Linked DNA regions of Capra hircus: region 2 is linked to region 1. Evidence: chromatin contacts called from public Hi-C data. All regions are on one chromosome and are shown on one strand. The core of a region is the stretch at or near the end of the contact, and the rest is flanking DNA. Distances in the headings are between cores, read along the strand shown. Region 1 overlaps CTNNBIP1 (beta-catenin-interacting protein 1). Region 2 overlaps CLSTN1 (calsyntenin-1).

Region 1 (4,301 bases), core at 1,086-3,585:
AGGTCCCCTTGCTGATGAAGCCAGGTGTGGTCATTACTGCAAATGCACTCTCCAGGTGGACCTCCCCCCCAACCCCACTGGAGAGGGCCTACCCACCACAGGTCGGGTGGGTGGCCCATGGTGACAGAAGTCATGGGTGAGCCAATGGAAAACGAAACACGCCTAAACCAGTGGAAGGCAAACACAAAACACATGAAAACAGCAGCAGGCTCTTTGTGTAATAAATATTGCAAAGCGCACTTGGTTTCTTTCTTTCTTTTTTTCAAGTCAAATATAACAACCAATGTCCCAAACCCTGTTTTCGACATTCAAAAGAGAGGAGCTGTTGTGATCAGCCTAACACCTGCAGCCAATCAAAGAAAAAAAAAAAGGTTCCCATTAGCCAGCCAATCAAATCCTTTTCCAGTTTAAGCCGCCAATCGGACCTCCTCATGTTCCTCAAGAGTGACCCAAATAAAGCACCAGAGCTCGGAGAGCTTCCTGGGAAGCCATACACCCGAGGCGCAAATTTTTTTTCTTTTTTTAAAATAAGAGTCAGAAAATAAAAATAAAAAGGTTTCCATTGGTCAAGATTTAAAAATAAAAAGGTTTCTTCCTGCAGCCAATCATGAGTCCGTCTCTTTAAGCCAATCGTGACCGCACCACTGGTGTCTCCCCGAAGGATGCTGAGTGGCCGTGGGGTGGGGTAGTGTGGGGTGGGGTGGGGGGCCAGGGGGAGGGGAGATGACCCTCTGCCACTCAGCGGTGAGGTCCACACAGATCTCCTGGCCTTGGCCAGCTTCCAGGGTGTTCCACGGGGGTTGCGGCTACTGCCTCCGGTCCTCCGTCTCCGACCTGGAAAACGCCATCACTACGTCCTCCGCACCTGCAGACCGTGGGGAGAGAACCGCTGCTGGATGGGCCTCTGGCGCTGGGCTGCGGCCCCCATGCGGTGTCAGTCCTTGAAGGAGGGGTGCTTTCTGAGAACAAAGTGCTTCTTGGGAAGCCCACTGCCCTTCTTGAGCCTCCCCTACAGCCTGGCCAGGATTTGCCAGCAACCCAGCTGCAGGGCCTCCTGAGGCAGGTTGCCAGGGTGAAGCTCAGAGGCTCACTCTAGGCTACACCTCCAAGAGCAGAGAGCAGGACAAGAACCCAGGCTGCTGTCCTGAGCAGGGCTCTCTCTGCCGGTGACCCTTGCTCCAAGGTCACCAAAGCCAGGGGCCCTTGGGAAACGCCTCTTCTTTCTGAAGACTCTGGTCTCCATCCCTTTGGAGGATCTCCCTCCTGATTTCTAGCACTCATTCCTTTGTCCAAACCCCATCACCTATTCAGAGGAGCACAGCCAGGCCCACTTCCAGCCCGGCTCCTACAGAGACAGATAATGGCCATAATCTTTCCGTTGCTATTTTTCATGGTAGATTTGAGGATTCTGGTCCAGGGTCTCATGAAACCACTTCCTTTGTCTTGTTTTCCCTGAGACAGGCTCTGACTTGCAGCCAGAAAAGGCAGGAGGGAGGAGGGGGAGAGTCTGGAATGCGGACTTGCCTCCCCCGGAGCTGCTGGGAGGAAGGCTGAGCACAGGCGCTGTGGGGCAGGTGAGGTCACCTACAGGTCCCGCTCTGCCTCCGGTGCCTGGGTCCTGCCACGTCTCTCCCCTTTTTTCTAAACCTAGGTTCTTGGTCACACCCTGAACGTTAAAGAGCAGTCAGTTGCCTTTGGCCTTTCAAACATACTTCTGTTCTGCTGGAGGAATTCTCCCTGGGAGGGGAGGGTCGGAACTGCAACACAGGGGGTGTGGGGCCATTGAGCAGGAGGTAGGGGTTTGGGGGAGTGATGCCTGGTGGAGCTGCTGGCATGGGAAACCAGAGAGAGGGCAGGACTCCACCACTGCCTGCCCCCCAGGGCATGGTGTGGGCCAGCTCCTTCCATGCCGCAGGGAGTTGCCACTTCCCAAGGCAGCTTCTTGGTGCCTCCTGCCTAACTGTCCTGCCGGGAGGAGCGGAGGAGGTGCCCAGCCCTGGTGCTACAGGAGGAGGGCCCCTCCGAGAAGGATGTCACATGACAGACAAGTGCCTGCAGTTTAGCACCAGAGAACCAAGGTGCCGCTGCCAAGGGGAGTCACCCTGCTGCACAACCCCACCTGACCTGATGTTCTGCTGCTACCAGCACAACCTCTATTCCCGGCAAGGGGAACAAGCTTCTAGAAAGGAGCTTGGGTCATCCAACTTCTCCGGGCTCCTGTGCTTGGGAAGCCCTAGCAATCCTTCCCGTCTTCTCGGGAACATTCTGTACTCGCCTCGCTCCTCGGACCACGCAATATCACTGCGGGCAGAATTTTCCTAGCAACCACAGGATCCAAGATTACATCATACCCTGCATGGCAGCTGAGCCAGTTACCTAACAGATGCTGGCTTTTCCCGAGTGTCGACTCTCCAGCTCGCTAAGCAGGAGGGGGCTGGAGGGAGACCGTGAAAGGGGAGTTGTCAGCAAGAGGCCATGCACAGTGGCAGCCCACTCACTGCTTTCCTGGCCTGTCCCATGGGCTTGCTTGCAGGGACCTTGGGCCTTTGTGCTGAGCTGCAGGCACAAAAATAGCACCAGCGACCCCGGGAGGGAAGAGTGAGCCTGCAGAGGGAATGGCCATCGGTTCCTTGGAGGAGCCCAGACGCAGGGGCTGCAGGATGAGTGCACCTGGGCTGCACTCTGAGAGGTGGGGAAAGAAGTCACCTCCTCAAGGTCATTGAGGGACTCCAGCAACTCCCTAACAAGACATCTGCACCAGGGCTGCTCTGCCAGCTGGTCTGGCTGGGGCGGAGAGGGCTGGGGACCCGCGGCTCCTGTTTATAGGGCCTCCCACTCTGCTGCTGGAGCCGTTGCATAAAGGGCCCACAGAGCCACTGCCCACCCCGGCTCTGTTCTGTTCCTAAAGGACTCACTGTTTTCCAGGGCTCACCAACAGAGATCTGCTTTCCTTTGGGGACCCAGAGCAGGGCAGGCTCTTCCAGAACCTCCTCTGACCTTTCTTACACTGGTTGGCCTGGCATTCGTCACTCAACAAGGGCCTGACCCTGCGGGCTATGAGGTGAGGATGTGGCCCTTCCCCTTCTCCGAGGAATTGGGGCCGATCACCCAGTGGAGAAGGCAATGGCAACCCACTCTCAGTACTTTCGCCTGGAAAATCCCATGGACGGAGGAACCTGGTAGGCTGCAGTCCGTGGGGTCTCAAAGAGTCAGACATGACTGAGTGACTTCACTTTCACTTTTCCTTTCATGCACTGAAGAAGGCTTTGGCACCCCACTCCAGTACTCTTGCCTGGAAAATCCCATGGATGGAGGAGCCTGGTGGGCTGCCATCTATGGGGTCGCACAGAGTCAGACATGACTGAAGCAACTTAACAACAGCACCCAGTGGAGAGTGAGCTGCTTAGTTCATTATTATGATTCAAGTTCTTAGAACTTTAGAGCCAAGAGGGATCTCCAAAGTCGACCCTCATGAGCCCTCCTTCTCCTTTGAGGCCAGAATGTGGGGCTTTCCTTAGAGGCTCTGTCTGTCCTGGAAACGCAGGGCTCACAACAGGAAGATACTACAGAGAAGCCAGCAGGACCAGCTCACTGAATCTGGGCCATCAGCTAGGTTTACCATCTCATTTTATAGACGAGGCTGGTACATCCCATTGGTACTTTTTGCTGACCCTGTCTGGACGTGGGCTCAGAGCTTCTATTTGTCCTTTTCAACCAGATGCAGTGAGCACAGGAGGGGAGAAGCTGATCAGTCTCTCCTGTTCCACACTCTCTGACCCATTAAAAGATAAAAGAAAGCCAACACCAAATGAAGGCATCCCAAGGAAAGAGAACTGCAGACCAGTATCTCTTATGAATATACATATTCATAACACCTATGGTATGCAAGAACACTCACAAAATACTAGCAAGCAACATATAAAAAGGATTATATACTCTGACCAAGTGACATTTATCCCAGGAATGCAAGGTTGGTTTAATACCCCAAAATCACTTAATGTAATAACTCCTATCAATAGAAAAAGGAACAAAAACTATATAATCATTCGAATAGACACAGAAAACACATCTGACAAAATTCAATACCTCTTCATGATAAAAAACACCCAACACACTAGGAATAAAAGGGAACTTCTTCAACCAGATAAAGGGCATCTACTAAAAACCCACAGCTATTATCATACTTAATGGTGAAAGATTGAAAGCTCTCCCCCATCAAGATTAGGAACCAGTAGACAAAATCCACTCTCACCCTTCTATTCAATACTGTGTCTAAGGTTCTATCCAGGGAAATTCGACAA
Region 2 (4,301 bases), core at 595-3,094, 63 kb before region 1:
AGTCTGAAAGGCCACACTGCTATTTTTTGTGGCCAAGTCTGGTAACAAGACCCCAGTGGGATAAACTCCTAAAGAAATGCAGAAATTATCTGAGGCCAACCCCCAAAGCAACCGAAAATAAGAAATGAACTGCTCTAGAAACTGAAAGAAAGAAAAAAGATTGATGGTTATATGGACAGTTTCACAGACTAACTCATACCACCTCTGTTTCCAGCCGATCCTAGAAGAGTTACAAATAAAAATGTTATTTCTTAGATTAAAAGATACAAACTAAACAACAAGGCCCCACTGTATAGCACAGGGAACTGTACTCAGAATCTTGTAACAAATCATGGGTTTGCTGTTCAGTTGCTAAGTCATGCACCCCCATGAACTATAGCCCACCAAGCTTCCCTGTCCTTCACTATCTCCTGGAATTTGCTCAAGTTCCTGTCCACTGAGTCAGTGATGGGAAAGAATATGAAAAAGAATATACAGATATGATAAAGATATAAAGATAAAGAATAAAGATAATGTATATGTGTGTATGAGAGAGAGAGAGAATATATATACAAGACCCCTTAGACTGTAGCCCACCAGGATCCTCTGTCCATGGAATTCTTCAGACAAGAATCCTGGGATAGGTAGCCATTCCCTCCTTCAGGGGATCTTCCTGACCTAGGGATTAAACTCGGGTCTCCCAAACTGCGTGCGTGCTAAATCAAGCAGATTCTTTACCATCTGAGCCACCAGGGAAGCCTACATTTAAGAGTATATACTTAAATATACACATATATTTTTAAAGACAGAATCACTTTGCTGTATACCAGAAACACATTATAAATCAACTATACCTCCAAAAAAACAACTTTTTTTTAAAGAGATACAAACCGCTACATATGAAATACAGAAGCAACAAAGGGAGACTGTATAGCAGAGAAATACAGCCATTATTTGAAAATAACTTTAAACAAATGTAACCTATAAATACACTGAATCACTCTATCTTACACCTGAAACATAATATTGTAAATCAACTATACTTCAATTCTTAAAATGTTATTTCTTTATGATAATAACAGTATTACTTATTTAAAATTAGCATTACAAAAAGAAATGTAAAACAAATGGGTGAAACAAGATTTATGAATATAAAATTACAAATATAATGAATTAAAAGAAAATGATACGCAAAATTCCTGAAAAATCTGACTGAAAACAGTGATCAAGAAAAACCTGCTTTAAATAATAATAATAATCTGCTCTGGGATCAGGACAGCCTGGACCCAGAGCCCAGTGGCCCCCTGTAATGTGCTGTGTGACCTGGAACACGAACCTGATCTCCTGATCTCAATCCCCTTTTTGGAATGTCTGCTTTTGGCTGCCCTGGGTCCTCACTGCTCCACGTGGACTCTCTCTGGTTGTGGCACTCGGGCTCACTGCAGCGGCTTCTCTTGCTGCAGAGAACAGGCTCCAGGCACAAGGGCCTCAGTACTTGCAGCACAGAGGCTCAGGAGTTGCGGCGCACGAGTCTAGTTGCTCCGAGGCATATGGAATCTCCCTAGACCAAGGATCAAACCCATGTCCCCTGCATTGGTAGGTGGATTCTTATCCAGCGCACCACCAGGGAAGTCCTCAGTTTCCTCTTTAGTGAAGCCTGGACCCCCATCCCCAACAACCCACAGGGCTGGGGTGGACAACTGGAGAAGTGATTGTTTTTCCTTCTCAGTTGGGTACTAGCACTGCTCCTTTCGTGTTTAGGTTAAGAACATCTGCTCTGACAGCCCGCTGATCTGCGAAAATGAATTTGTGGTTTCTGTCCATTTCGTTTTTCCCCAGCTGTGGCCCCCAGAGAGTCTGTGCTGACACTTTCCTCTGGTTGAGGCCACCAAGCCCCTCCCTGGGTTCCTCCCTCCACCAGCCTATTTTGAGCTCCTCTCACAGTTAGAACCTTTCCATTTTCCTATTTTCACCTTCTGAGAATTCACATTATAACCTCAGGATATAGATTAACATGGAATGACTCATGAAGCTGATCTGATTAAAAGGAATGTTGTTGTTCAGCCACTAAAGTCATGTCTGACTCTGCCACCCCGTGGACTGCAGCCCACAAGGCTTCCCTGTTCTTCACTACATCACATTCATGTCCATTGAGTCAGTGATGGGGAAACAATGGAAACAGTGAGATGTTTCACTTTATTTGGGGGGGGGGCTCCAAAATCACTGCAGATGGTGACTGCAGCCACGAAATTAAAAGATGCTTGCTCCTGGAAGAAAAGCTATGACCAACCTAGACAGCAGAGACATTAATTACTTTGCCAACAAAGGTCCGTCTAGTCAAAGCTATGGTTTTTCCAGTAGTCGTGTATGGATGTGAGAGTTGGGACTACAAAGAAAGCTAAGCGTTGAAGAATTTATGCTTTTGAACCATGGTGTTGGAGAAGACTCTTGAGAGTCCCTTGGACTGCAAGGATATCAAACCAGTCAATCCTAAAAGAAATTAGTTCTGAATATTCACTGGAAGGACTGATGCTGAAGCTGAAACTTTGGCCACCTCATGCGAAGAGCTGCTCACTGGAAAAGGCCCTGATGCTGGGAAAGATTGAAGGCGGGAAGAGAAGGGGACAACAGAGAATGAGGTGGTTGGATAGCATCACTGACTCAATGTACATGAGTTTGAGCAAGCTCTGGGAGGTGGTGATGGATACTGAAGAGTGCTGCAGTACATGAGGTCGCAAAGAATCGGACACGACTGAGCGACTGAACTGAACTGAGTCAGTGATACCATCCAACCATCTCATCCTCTGTCATCCCCTTCTCCTCCTGCCTTCAATCTTTCCCAGCATCAGGGTCTTTTCTAATGAGTTGGCTCTTCACATCAAGTGGGCCAAAGTATTGGAGCTTCAGCTTTAGCATCAGTCCTTCCAATGAATATTCAGGGTTGATTTCCTTTAAGATTCACTGGTTATTAAACTTTATTTCCACATAGTTGGGGCCTATTTCTTGAATGAACTACCCAGATTCTCTTTGGGCAGTCAACCAGAAGTGACTGAAACTAAATTTAACTGTTTAACTGTTTTTCATGCTGTGTGACCGTGATGTGGTCCTACTTTTTTTGTTTCAACCATGATGGGACGAGGGGAGACAGTGAGGATCAGAATCACCTGAGCCCCACTTGCACTAACTCCCACATGACCTACTGAAGAAGCAGAGTGCTCACATGTGAAATTCCAAAGGAGCAGGCCTGTGTCTGCGAGGGGGAAGATGAGCGACCCGCTCTCTCCTTATGACGCCTCCACCCGACATTTTATACAGGCTGCACCCAAACCAACAGCAAGTTCCCTGCTTTCACTTTCAAAGCAAACCCAGACCCACAGGGAGTTGGCTAAAGGGTATAGAGGGTTTTGGTTTTGCAAGACGAAAAGAGTTCCAGCGGTTGACTGCACAACAGTATGAATGAATGAACCCAATACCACTGACTCCAACACTTAAAAATGGTGAAGACGGGAAATTTTATGTTATGGGTTTTTTACCACATTTAAAAAAAAATTCCACACCCACAAAATAAACCCAGATGTAGCCATTTCTTATCCCCTGTGCTGTCCACTGAATAGTGAAGTGAAACACTCAGTCGTGTCCGACTCTTGTGACCCCATGGACTGTAGCCCGCAAGGTTCCTCTGTCCATGGGATTCTCCAGGCAAGAATACTGGAGTGGGTTGCCATTTCCTTCTCCAGAGTATCTTCCTGATCCAGGAATCGAACCCATGTCTTCTGTATTGCAGGCAGATTCTTTACCGACTGAGCTAGAAGGGAAGCTGTCCACTGAGCGCTATTACAAAAGCCCAGTAATGGCCTCCTCCCCATCTCTTGCACTGACTTGTCCCACAGCAGCTGGGGTACTGCTGTGATCATGGGGGTGGCTCAGAGCCTGCACTCTCAGAACCCATCTACACCAAAGGTCCTGAGGACCTGAACAACTCTGCCTTAGGAGGGCTCGTCTATCTATCAGTAACAATAATAATAATCAGTGCTGAAAATTAAAACCAAAGAAAAGCATTAGTACTGATATTTAATTCATTTTCAAAAACAAAGCCACTGTGAACTAAAATAATATATTAATGAAAATAAATATGTATTTTAAAACAGAGTTTACTAGGAAGACTGGCAACGCTTTACATTCTGCAAATCTTTTCATGGCCCGGCTTAGCAGAAGACAGCTGGGTTCTCACCTCCACTCCTGCAGCTGACAGGCTGCATTACGATGCGTCACGCAGCCTCTAGGAAACTCTAATGTGCGTTCATGATAAAATGAGGCAAAAG

The links. A called contact is a pair of places that touch in the nucleus more often than the background predicts.
Region 2: a contact with region 1 is called in a Hi-C map of blood, with 2.9 times the contacts expected there. The contact joins two enhancer-like sites. A contact is called at or near these places in 2 of 5 Hi-C or Micro-C datasets (both in blood).

The regions. Positions count from the first base shown.
Region 1 is chr16:42,168,150-42,172,450 of ARS1.2, reverse strand. It overlaps CTNNBIP1 (beta-catenin-interacting protein 1), which reads right to left. Exons shown (of 5, transcript XM_018060374.1): 5 at 194-865. The coding sequence ends at 807. Among named protein-coding and RNA genes, the nearest start is that of CLSTN1, 30 kb to the left of the region's middle. Within about 2 kb of position 2,335, at least 4 of the 5 cell types and tissues checked have an H3K27ac peak or open chromatin away from gene starts, as enhancers often do.
Region 2 is chr16:42,230,659-42,234,959 of ARS1.2, reverse strand. The region is part of intron 1 of CLSTN1 (calsyntenin-1); the gene reads right to left. Among named protein-coding and RNA genes, the nearest start is that of CLSTN1, 33 kb to the right of the region's middle. Within about 2 kb of position 1,844, at least 1 of the 5 cell types and tissues checked has an H3K27ac peak or open chromatin away from gene starts, as enhancers often do.